Linked DNA regions of Mus musculus: region 2 is linked to region 1. The links are chromatin contacts, called in public Hi-C maps. All regions are on one chromosome and are shown on one strand. Each heading gives the region's core, a stretch centred on a gene start, on an enhancer-like site or on the middle of the called end of the contact. The rest is flanking DNA. Distances are from core to core; before and after follow the strand shown.

Evidence for each region. A called contact is a pair of places that touch in the nucleus more often than the background predicts.
Region 2: a Hi-C map of bone marrow-derived macrophages shows a contact between it and region 1, with 53 read pairs. The contact joins the promoter of Lyzl4 here to the enhancer-like site in region 1. A contact is called at or near these places in 9 of 39 promoter capture datasets (3T3-L1-derived adipocytes, the HPC-7 cell line, cranial neural crest and 4 more), 1 of 15 datasets of contacts at CTCF or cohesin (the NIH/3T3 cell line), 3 of 484 Hi-C or Micro-C datasets (bone marrow-derived macrophages, macrophages and nephron progenitors) and 2 of 115 datasets of contacts at active chromatin or transcription factors (embryonic stem cells and microglia).

Annotation. Positions count from the first base shown.
Region 1 is chr9:121,534,967-121,540,288 of GRCm38.p6, forward strand. No RefSeq gene overlaps it. Among named protein-coding and RNA genes, the nearest start is that of Cck, 42 kb to the left of the region's middle. Within about 2 kb of position 1,600, at least 4 of the 459 cell types and tissues checked have an H3K27ac peak or open chromatin away from gene starts, as enhancers often do. A contact at or near this core is called in bone marrow-derived macrophages and microglia, where this site is marked.
Region 2 is chr9:121,585,594-121,591,850 of GRCm38.p6, forward strand. It overlaps Lyzl4 (lysozyme-like 4), which reads right to left and starts at 1,368. Exons shown (of 5, transcript NM_001382835.1): 1 at 1,100-1,368. It overlaps Lyzl4os (lysozyme-like 4, opposite strand), which reads left to right and starts at 1,427. Exons shown (of 4, transcript NR_040740.1): 1 at 1,427-1,639.

The DNA.
Region 1 (5,322 bases), core at 350-2,849:
CGCCTCTTAATCCTTCCCAAGCAGTTCCACTAATTGGTGACCAAGCATTCAAACAGATGATCTTGGGGGAGGGGGAGCATTCTCATTCAAATCACCACATTCTACTCCCTGGCCATCATAGGGTCCTAGCCATATCACAACGCAAAAATACGTTCAGTCCAACTTCAAAAGTCCCCAGCAGTCTGTAACAGTTTCAACACTGCTTAAAAGTCCATACTTCAAAGCTTCTTCTTCAAGTCAATCTCATAACTGTAACCCCATGTAAAATCAAAAAGCAAATTACGATGATCTGAAGAGATAGCTCTGTGGTTAAGACCACTGACGGCTGCTATTACAGAGGATATAAGTTTAGTCTCTGCACTCACTTGGGCTAGCTCACACCACATGTAACTCCAGTTTTGGGATGATCTGACAACCTCTTCTGGCTTCTATGGGCATTGCATTAACACCCACCCACCCCAAACATATACATATGGATTAAAAATAAAAAAACAAAATCTTAAAAAACAAAAATGAAGCTGGAGAGATGGCTCAGTGGTTAAGAGTACTGGTTGCTATTCTTCCACAGAACCCTGGTTCAATTCCCAGCACCCACATGGCAGTTCACAACTGTTTGTAACTACAGCTCCAAGGGACCTGGCACTCACACAGACATACATCCAGGCAAATAAATGAATCATTTTATAAAAAGCAAATTATATACTTCCAACCTACAATGATCAGACTATTCGTTACCATTCCAAAATGGAGGGAACGGGTAAAATGAGCAGATATTTTACCAAAACAAGACCAAAAAGCAGCAGACAAACTCTACATTCTACATCTCTGTGTCTGGTGTCAAACTGCTCTTTAGATCTCCAACTCCTTTACCTTAGTTGACTGCAGCACACTTCTCTCCCTTGTTTCCACAGATGGTCTGCTGCTCTCCTTGATAGGCATCCATGACTCTGGCATCTCTAACATCTTAGGAATCTCCATCCCATGACTCTGGCATCTCTAACTTCTTGGGGATCTCCAGCACAATCCAGGCTTCACCTTCACAACTTCACAAAATGGCCTCTCCAGGCCTCCATGTAGACGCTCATCTGATACTTACCTGGACCCAAGGGCTTTCCTGAGCTTTGGAGGATGATTGTACATCTCCTTACCTATATTCTTCTTGACTCTAAATCTAGAAACACGGTTGCTCAAGCTGCCAAGTTCTTCTGCCTGCTTGGACTAATGTCTGCTCCTCCCGCCTCTGAGTTATATTTACAATAAGCTTTCCACTATTGTTTAAGCCTGAGAAATCCCTCAGGCCTTGGCAAGTATGGCCTTGCTCTGGGGTTACTTCCCTTTTATCTCATTTTGCATCATCAGACTTCTCTGTAAACTTCTCCTTTCCTTGAGCACAAGTCTTGGCTACAACATTATATTTCCTGGAATTTCTTTTCTTCTCAGACTGCATTTTATATTTCTTTTGCCCCATTTGCTTCTTTTCATTATAGGTCTGTGTAAGAATGATCACTAATAACCATGTGACACAATCAATACAAGGCTGTCTTGAAATCTCTGGCAATTATTAGTTCAAAACTCTTCAATTTAGCCTCAGGAAGATTTTTAGAAGAGCAAAAAGCAGCCAGATTCTTTGCCAAAATATTACAAGAATGGTCTGCAGTCCAGCTGCAAATATTAATAATATTTCCTTCTGAAACCCTTTGAGCTGAGCAGCCTGCACAGTCCACATTACTCTCAGCATTACTATCTTCCAGGCTCCTACTAGGATGGCCCATTAAGTCCCACTTATAACATTCAAATACTCCCTAAATACAAAGTCCCAGTGTCTACATTCCACCCACAAGTAGAATAGTCAGACCTGTCACAGTAACACCCCACTCCTGGTACTGATTTTTGTCTTCATTACTGTTCTATGGTTGTCATGAAACACCATGGCCAAGGAAAAGCATTTAATTGGAGGCTTGTTTACAGTTACAGTGGATCAGTGGATCATCATCATGGCAGGGAGAGTGACAGAAGTCAGGCATGTTGCTGGAGAAGTAGCTGAGAGCGAACACCTCATCCACAAGTTGTAGACTGGGAGAGACATTGAGCCTGGAATGAGCTTCTGAACCCTTACAGCCTATCCCCAGTAACACACCTACTCCAACAAAGCTACTCTTGTTAATCCTTTCCAAAGAGCTCCTCTAACTAAAGACCAAACATTCAAACATATGAGCCTATGGGGTCCATTCTCATTCAAACCTCCACAGGCTTGATACAAATGTTTCAATTAAAAAAAAATGTACATTGGTGTTTTGACTGCATGTATGTCTGTGTGAGGGAGTCGGATGCCCTGGAACTGGAGTTATAGAAAGTTCTGAGCTGCCATATGGTTGCTGGGAATTGAACCCGGGTTCCCTGGAAGAGCAGTCAGTGCTCTTAACCACTGAGTCACCTCTCCAGCCCCCAATTCTCCTATCTTCATGTGACATTCAGTTTGGTTGTCTGGGCTTCCTTAGATGTTTGTTCCTCTGTTTTACAAGTCTTATTCATACAATCTAGATTTTTTCCCCAGATATTTTGTAAATTGAGATTTAGTGTTCATGTTTTATTTGAGTTTGTTCTGAAAGCCTGTCTGCCTTACCACAGCCCATAATTGGTGATGAGGTTGTGTAGTGAGGAATTTCCATGTCTGTGGTAGTATGGGCGACAACTTGTTACTGGATCAGCAACTGCAAAGGACACTTGTGTTTCTTAGCATCCACATCCCTGCACTGTCACCCTCCTAGCATAAGAAGGAAGGATGTTCCCTTCGTCATTTCCCATCCAGAGCTGCTTCTTCAAACATGGAGTTCCTCTAACTGTGCACCATCCTTTCTGAGAGCCCTCTCTTACATGATCTGGGCTTTAGCATTCTCATCCTAGTCCCATTTGCTTTCTGACTTTTGGGTTTTTCTCAGAACTTCAATGGATTTGCTTAAGATTTACTTTTCTCACTTTCTAGAGGTTTTGTGGGGACAAGAAAGTATACTTGGTCATCTTAACTGAAGATACACACTTTCTACAAAGTGTGACTGGGCCATTAGAATGTCAATAAGGCTGTTCTTAAGTTCCAAGAAGAGAGATACAGACACGACAGTAAATTTGGGGTTTGAGCTGTTTTCCATCAGTCTTGAGGCTGGTCAGAAAGAATCCAGGGATCATGATGTTCTTGAACCCCATTCTTGTCAAGATTCCATCTGTCACCTCTCACAGTAATAACTTGGTCACACTTAGTAATGCAACTGTTGCCTCTGGAACACTCTGAGTCACAATGCTCAGAGATGAAATCAATCCCATTGATTGTAAGGTGATAAATGATCCCGAGGCACAAGCTGAGTGCCTAGTGATTGCCACTTTATCAAAGATGTCTTTCACCAGGCTTTCCCAAGAATACTAAACACTTTGCATGTAGAGGCTTGACGATTACAAAGGAAAACTTTCATTGCTTTGGAAAGAGAGTGAATCTGTACAACAAGGAGCTGCATGATAGATAGTGTGAAAACCACTAGAGATGACAGTTGCTCACTGCTCTGTCTCTGTGCTCCTCTGAGAAGGGCCGATGCCCAGCCATCCCCTGCCACACATGGGCTCCTCCTGTCTGCTCTGACCCTGAAGGTAAGAGAGGAAACCTTTACAGCTAAGAAGTCTTGACTCAGTCCCTGGTGGCATCTGTCAGTCCCTCATGCTATCAGCTCTGTCATTCCAGCTTCAATCCGTGCATCTCAAAGTAGACCAGGTGGGACACCATGGCTTTCTAGGGGTACAGAAAACCACCATTGATGGTTTTGTTCTCTTCTGGAAAATCAATTTTCCTAAACAATTTCAAAGCAAAATGCCCACAATCGTTTATAGATAAAACACATTGTTGACTAGGTGGCAAGAGTGTCATTGATGCTAAGGTTCAAATGTGAAAGCTGGGGAGATGGCTCCACCAGGATTGTGTTTACTATGCAAGCGTTAGGTCTCAAGTAAATGCCCAGAACCTATGTAAACACTTGCAATCCCAGCATTGGAGAGGTAGAGACAAGCCAGTGGATCTCTGGAGCTCCCTGCCACCCAGCAGAGCCTGCCTACTCGGGGGAGCTTTAGGCCCATGACAGACACTGTCCCAAGAAAGTAAGGATAGTGCTGGAGAAACAACCAAGACTGTCCTCTGGCCTGCACACACACACATACACACACACATGCATAGACACACACACATGCACGCGCACACACACATGAAGCTGCACACATACAAACACACACACATGCACCTACATACCTACAAACACACATCAACATATACACACATGTACCTGCATACATACAAACATATACCAACATAGAAACACACACATACCTACACATATACACACGTCAACATACACACACAGAGGAAAAATTTTAAAATCCAATATGAAATGTCAAATAAATATCAAAAGCAGAGTGACGTTTGTAGTACGTGTTTACTTGATTCCACTGTTACGCTTGTAATATTTACTTACTTGAGTCCATTGTTACCTTTCCTTCTGGATGTTTCACTTGGAGGGCTGAGAAAAGCCTTCATAGGAACAGACAGACAGACAGACAGACACAGCCCTCCTCTGTCCTGGTACTGCCCCTCAGCTTTCCTTCCCGTGTTACAGCCACACATTATACCTCCCAGACTTCTCTGGAGCAAGGGTTCCTGGATTCTTCGGGATGGAGTCACGGTACATATCTGAGATTCCTGGCAGCCTGGTCCTTCCTTTGTGATCTCTGGGACAAGGCCCTGATGTTCCTCCCTCAATCAAGGGCCTTGTGTTCTCTTGCTGGGATATCTCAAAAACAAAACAAAACAAAACAAAACAAAACAAAACAAAAACATCAAGTCTCTCTCAGTACCTGTGGCTCCTCTCACGTCTACTAAACGTTTCCAACTCAGAGTTGGGCTGCCCTTTCCCCAGTCTCTCTCTCCTACATAAACCTGCCAGTTCCGCTGTGCACTCCCTTGGTTCCTGGTTGGCTAGTGTTGGCCCCTTTGCCATCCTGGCTCTCTTCCCTCTCTCTTCTCTTTCTCTCTTGCTCTGCCCTCCCTTCTCCCCCTCCTCTAATGGCTCGATTCAGTCTAGACCCTTCCCGATGCCTCTGGCTGTGTTCCTTCATATCCACAATTAAACCCTTCTCCTCAGCCTTGCCTTTGAGCGGCCATGTCCTCATTTTCTTTCACCGTGGAGCTGAGGAAGACTTTGAACTTTTGACCCTCCTACCTCCACCTTCTGAGTGCTGAGTTTATAGCTGTGAGCTCCCTCACCCAGTTTCACTCAGTGCTGGAGACTG
Region 2 (6,257 bases), core at 118-2,617, 50 kb after region 1:
CAGAGCCACAAATAAATCTTTCCATTTTTAGGTTGTTGGGTATTTGGTCCCCTCTGTAACAAGCAAAGTGTCCTCTGAAGAATAAAATTGCTCTCTGCCATGAACTTAGCTTAGATGAAACCTCTAAGTGGGGCAAAGGTGGCAGACATGTTTAATTCTGCTGCGTGGTTAGTTGTACACCTGACCACGTCTCAGGAGGTGGTATCTTGGTTCTCAGATAGCCTGGGCCTTAATAGCTGCTTTGCTCTCAGCAGTTGGGATGGCAGTGACCCCAGCAGTGACCTTAACAAGTTATTCAACTTCTCTGTGCTTCAGAGCTCTTTCCTGTCACACAGAGGAAAATACTCCTTGCCTAATTGTGCTGAGAAAATGATTTTAGTATAGAAAGCACTACATGCTCGGGGCAGCCTCGTTCTGAGTCCTGGTTGTACACCCTTGGTCCTCATTAATAACTGAATTTCTATGCATGGGGAGAGAGACCATATTGACATTTTCTAGCTGTGCAAACAGTATTTTGGGAACCATTAGTCTTTCCCAGGCTAGGCACTGTCTCAGCTCTTCCCTCCCTCCAGCAGCCAATTCAGCAGGAACATGGATGCTGTTCTAAGGCCTACCCACCCCTCATCTGCCTGCCTGCCACTGTTCTGGCCCAGGTCATCACCATCTCTGACTAATTATGGGTTTCTAACAACATCCTCCACATACCATTTGTCCAATTCCTCCTGATCTGGCCCCTGTGCCCCTCTTCAGTCTGACCTCAGGCCACTCCAGACCCTTCCTCCCACTTTGTTCTTCCACAGGCTCCCTGCACGTGTTCCCTGGACCACGCCACTCCCGCCACCTTTGTGCCAGCTGTTCCCTCCACCTACATGACTACTCCAATGACCACAGTTTTAACCATGGCCACTGATTCGTCGAGGAAGGTGGCTTGGTTGTCTTTGTAATACATTCTAATAGCAGTCACTGTGTTGTTTTGCTCTCTTGCTTATAACCTTGGTCTCATACAGAAAGCTTGCATGACGCCGTCTCCTCCCCAGAGGCCAGTACCCAATACCTTGCTGGTTCTCGATGATCTTGTTGAAAGAATAAGCAAGCTTACCCTTCCAAAATGTGTCTCCAGATGACCAAAAGGGGACTTTGCTGACAAATGTGCTCTATAGCCAGATGTCGTTTGCCTGTCTCTGCTTCTGCCCACAAAGGCCCACCTACCAGCCCGGCAGGGAGTCCACGTTGCTTGCAGGCTGGGTACTCTGCCGGCACTGGGTCCCCTGCACTTTCTCAGATGCCACTTTCTTAATAACCCATTTGTCTTCACCCAAGAGTTTCTACACCATCGATCCTGCTCCATGAGAAACTCTTCTAGAACCTTCTCTATGACATCTGTGAGCCAGAATGTTCTGAAAGGAGAAGGAATCCATCATCACCACTGAGACCACATTAGCTTTCCGCCACTGCGACAGATGTGTGAGAAGTCTGACGTGGGCCTCAGGGTGCCGGCAGGGCCAGGCTCCTTCTGGAGACAGTAAAGATGGCCCACTTCTTGTTCATACAGCAGTGTTGGCTGAAGGTTACCCTAACTGCTGAGGGCTGCCCACCCTCCTCACTCTGTTCCCCTTCCTGGTCATCAAAGACATCAAGGGTGAGTCCAAATCCCTCCCACCAGGACTCTGTCCTACCTCTGTCCCTCAGGTCAACTCCTCAGGCTTTCTCTTCCACTATTCTGAGGATTTTTGTCACTAGATTGGTCCACCCAGACTTCAGGCAATCTCCTCTTGAGGTACTCAGCCTTAATCATATCTGAAAATCCATTTTGCTAGTAACACATTCTGATGTCCCAAGGGTCATGTCAGGGACACATTTGCCAGGGAAGTGCTCTGTCAGCCATAGCATAACCATCGCAAGGCCCGGGATCAAGGATTCTCTCTTTTTGGATCTAGGCCACCTAATCTGAGACATGAAAATGTCACCTTGGGTTATTATTAGGTCTCAAATGATAAGAGACCTTAAGATAGGAGAGGATATGTTGACTTGTAGGAACATGGAAGTAGTTCCAGCCAGCTCAGTTAAAACTGGTAATTGCATGATTGATTTAAAATAAGAGTGGAAACACACAAAAGAAAAAAAACTAAACCAGCTACAAACACTTCTGCTTAGACCCATGAGTGCATCAGCAAAATTCAGTGTTGGTCTTTAAGAATTATCAACCAGTGTGTGTGTGTGTGTGTGTGTGAGTGTGTGTGTGTGGTGTATGAGTGTTCATGTATGACTGTGTGTGTGTGTGTGTGCATGTGTGTGTGCGTGTGTGTGTGCGTGTGTGTGGCATGTATGAGTGTGCATGTATGACTATGTGTGTGCATGTATGTTGTGTAGTATATACTACACTGTGTATCACTTACAGTTTCCATTGCTTTAAAGTAGAACAATGATTTAGAAGCAGGCAAACTGCCATCCTCTAAACCTCTCTCCCCTCTATGCTGTCACGATTATAACTTTAATTTTTTCAAATCCTATTTTTAATGATGGTCCGTAAATGCTTTAACCTTCCTTGTAACCTACCACTCAGAGGTAGTGGAAAAGAAAGGATACAGAGGAAGTGGACCTGTTTAGAAAGGTTCTTTGGAGCAACTCCCATCTGTGTTGCCTAGAAATCAAAAGTTTGGTTCACAAGTCAGCAGGCAGTGGCAGCTCGATCCACTCGCAAACACTTCACGGATAGACCAGCAGTCCAGTTCAGTAAAGTTGGGTTAACAACAGCAGTGGCACAACCTAGCAGAGACAACCAGGCCTCAGCCCTGGCTTGAGGATGGACCAGGGAGGAACGCCAGGAGATGTTCTCAGTTGTGCCTCTCTCAGGGAGGCAAAGATCAGCAAAGACACAAGACCCACAAGCATTACACAGCTAGCTGTACCTGCAAGTCTAGCTCTGTCGCCATCACTCCGTGGAGTCCTGTTTATAACCTCCAAACATCACGTTCGTCCATGTGTCTTGTCTCAGCATGGGTTTTGCCTCAGCAAAGTCCTGAGAAATGCAGCTAAACTACGAAATGTAAGGCGAACCGATACATGCCCATTGTTAGCAAAGAATCCTTCATCACGTGTCCTTTCATGCGCTTGCTTTAGCAGAACATCCTGTGTCTCCTTCATTGAAACGTCCCTTCACGTGTTTACCCCAGGAAAACACCATCCAACTGACTTTCCAAAGAACCCTTAAGTTTCCACTTCACAAGATGTTAAAAACTTACCCTACATTTACTCCTTCAGCAAAATGCTTTTTGATGACTCCCACTTTTCAAGTTTCTCAAAGTACTCAACTTATGTTTATCATGACCTCAAGCTGGAGTGACAGACTGTGCCCAGTGTGGTTAGTCACCTACCTCAGCCTTACACCCACCTAAGCCGGCAGGTCAGCTCTGAGGGACACCTGGGTGACAGAGTATTCATTGTTACTCACACCAGAGAGCATCATGTAACTTGATGAACTTCTAAATAGCTTTTGAGGATCAACTCGGGTTAGCACACCCCTAAAGACTCTCTCAAGTCAAGAGACATATCTCCTCGGGAGAGAGACATTCTGGTTGGCTGGCTTCCTGAACCTCTGCCTCCTCATATGCCCCACTGCTGTTTGTGCAGGCTTATTTGTCTGTGGAAAACAGTTCACACAGAGAGGGTTAGTGGAGCATCCAGAGAAACAGGCCCCATGCTACCATTACCATTACTGGTTGAGGGCAAAGACTGGTAGACACAGCATAGGAACTAAATATAGCAGCTGTTATTGCAATGTTTCTTTTGGAAAGAAGCCATGCCAATCATTTCCATGCTATCTTAGGACTGCTTTGGGCTGTAGTGGTAGAACTGCAGTGGGGTTAAAAGGCTTTTTAAAGTCTTTTATTATTTTTTAAAATAATATCCTCCCCTGGAACATGGATTTGACTGGACCACCTTGGTTTTGCATTTGCCACTAACCATCTGTGTGGCCTCAAGACAGCTGCTCCTCCTCAAGACAGCTGCTCCTCCTCAAGACAGCTGCTCCTCCTCTATGTGAGGCTAAAGACACGGTGTGGACACTGCTCAGAGCCTGCACAGGGAGTGGGTGTTGATAGCAAGTCTCAGAAAATGGACAAAAGTCACCATGAAGATAGGAATGCAGTCAAACTGGCTTCTGCCTCTGTCCTCTTCCCACCAGTACCACAGTGCTCAACTGCCATTGGATGGCTCCATGGCTCCACCTCCTCCAAGCAGAAGCCAGCAGCGCACCCCCACCCTCAACCCCCAGGTCCTGGTGCCCTAGGCTCCTGCTCAGCAGGTTTCTGGTGCCAGGATGTTGCTCCAGGGCTTTTTATGTAGTGCTCCCTTGTAAGCAAAGTGCAAGGAGGACTGAGGCCACAGGCTGACTCCAGCTTCAAGGAGAGGAAGCAGTTCAGGCCTTGCCAATCTGTAACAAAGGAACCCAGCGGGTCATCCCTGGGCCTTGGAAACCAAACCATCCTTCAGGATGAGTGCTCCCTTTCTGGTGTGGTTGACTCTAAGGTCAGTGAGCCTTCGGCTAGAAGGAGATTTCTGGAGAAGAAATCACACAAAAGGAGAAGCAGCAAAGGGTGGAGGGAATGGGGTGGGAGTGAGCGAGGCTCAGCTGGTAATTTGTCAAATGAGAGAGACAGGAGGATCAGCAGTTTGAAATCATCTCTGACTACACAAAGAGAGAAACAAAGATGATAAAATCATCTATACATGATGATATGATATCCAACCTAGGATCAGCAATTAAATCTAGAAAATATCGCTTGCTGGCTACGTGAGACACTCAGACCTCACTTGTGTGGGGGCTCTTCCGATTCATTTTGATGCAGCATCTTTCCCTCTGGGTTTGTTAGATACAATACAGGAAACCATCTTTAAAAGAATGGGTTTTTCTACGCCCTCCCTTGCTCCTGAATAATGACATAGAGACTTTTTATTTATTATAAGCTTCTTGCAGGATAGCACAATGATGGACTTAGTCTACTTTGCAGTCTACTTCCCAGCCACGTGGCCAGTTACCTGCCATCTTGGTCTCACCATGGTCTCTTCCTCCTTCCACATCCAGATAGCAATTCCCCAGAGTTCTACCTAAGACCCCCTTCCTCCTGCCTGGCTCAGAAGTCCCGCCCCTTCTTGTCCTGCCCAGCCATAGGGTGCTCAGCCCTTTACTGACCAACCAAGAGACGAGGAAGAACAATGCTTCACACAATGCCTTTTCAAGAAATGCCCCACAATAATGACAACACTAAGTATGGACAGCAAGCAGATCTCAGGCGCTGAAATCAGCACTCGAACACACAGTGCGCCAAGCATACCCCAGCACACCATCACGGAGGATGGGGGCGTGGCCAGGGTGGAGCTGTGCTGGGGTGGGGCGTGGCCAGGGTGGAGTCGTGGCACCCACAGCAGTAGAACCCAGCTCAATATTCTGCAACCGGAACAGAGCACAGCAGCACCTGAGGTCACTCTTAGCAGAAATGTTTAACCTAAATTATCATGAAGATACGCAGCTGAATGTCAATGTACTGAAAACAGAAGAGTCAGGAAGAGTGGCTGGAACTGGAACCCACACTTCACTGGGTAGACTAAAGCTTCATGAAAGTCGAAGGTCGTTTGTAATCTTTGGCTGGGTTCTGGGCTGCGGAGATGGTTCCGTTGATAAAGTACCTCCCATGCAAGCATGAAGGCCTGGATTCAATCTCCAGTACCTTTGTAAGAACCAGACCCTGAAGCACACATCTGTAACCCTAACAATGGGCACAGGGCAGAGATGGCCCACACAAGTGGATCCCCAGAGCTGATTGGCTGGCCAGCCTAGCCAATCAGTGAGCTCCAAATTTTGGAGAGAAACTGAGGAAGGTAACCAGTGTCAACTGCTGGCTTCCACATGTAGGCACTTAAAAGCACACACACATGCACATAAAACAACAGCTAGCTTCCACATGTATGCACCTGCAAGCACACACACACACACACATGCACATAGAACAACTGCTAGCTTCCACATGTATGCACCTGCAAGCACACACACATGCACATAAAACTAAAGAAGATTAAGGAGCTGAAGAGGACACGTGTGGTACTTCAGATTAGGACCTGGGGGGCAGTTGTTGGGAAGGTGCTGTCCTTGCTCTTGAGAGCCCAATCCAAGTATTTAGGAGCAAAATATCAGTGTCTACAGCTGGTTTTCAGAGGGTCTGTCTAGAACAGAGGTGGGAGGGACACAAAGCAGGAATTTT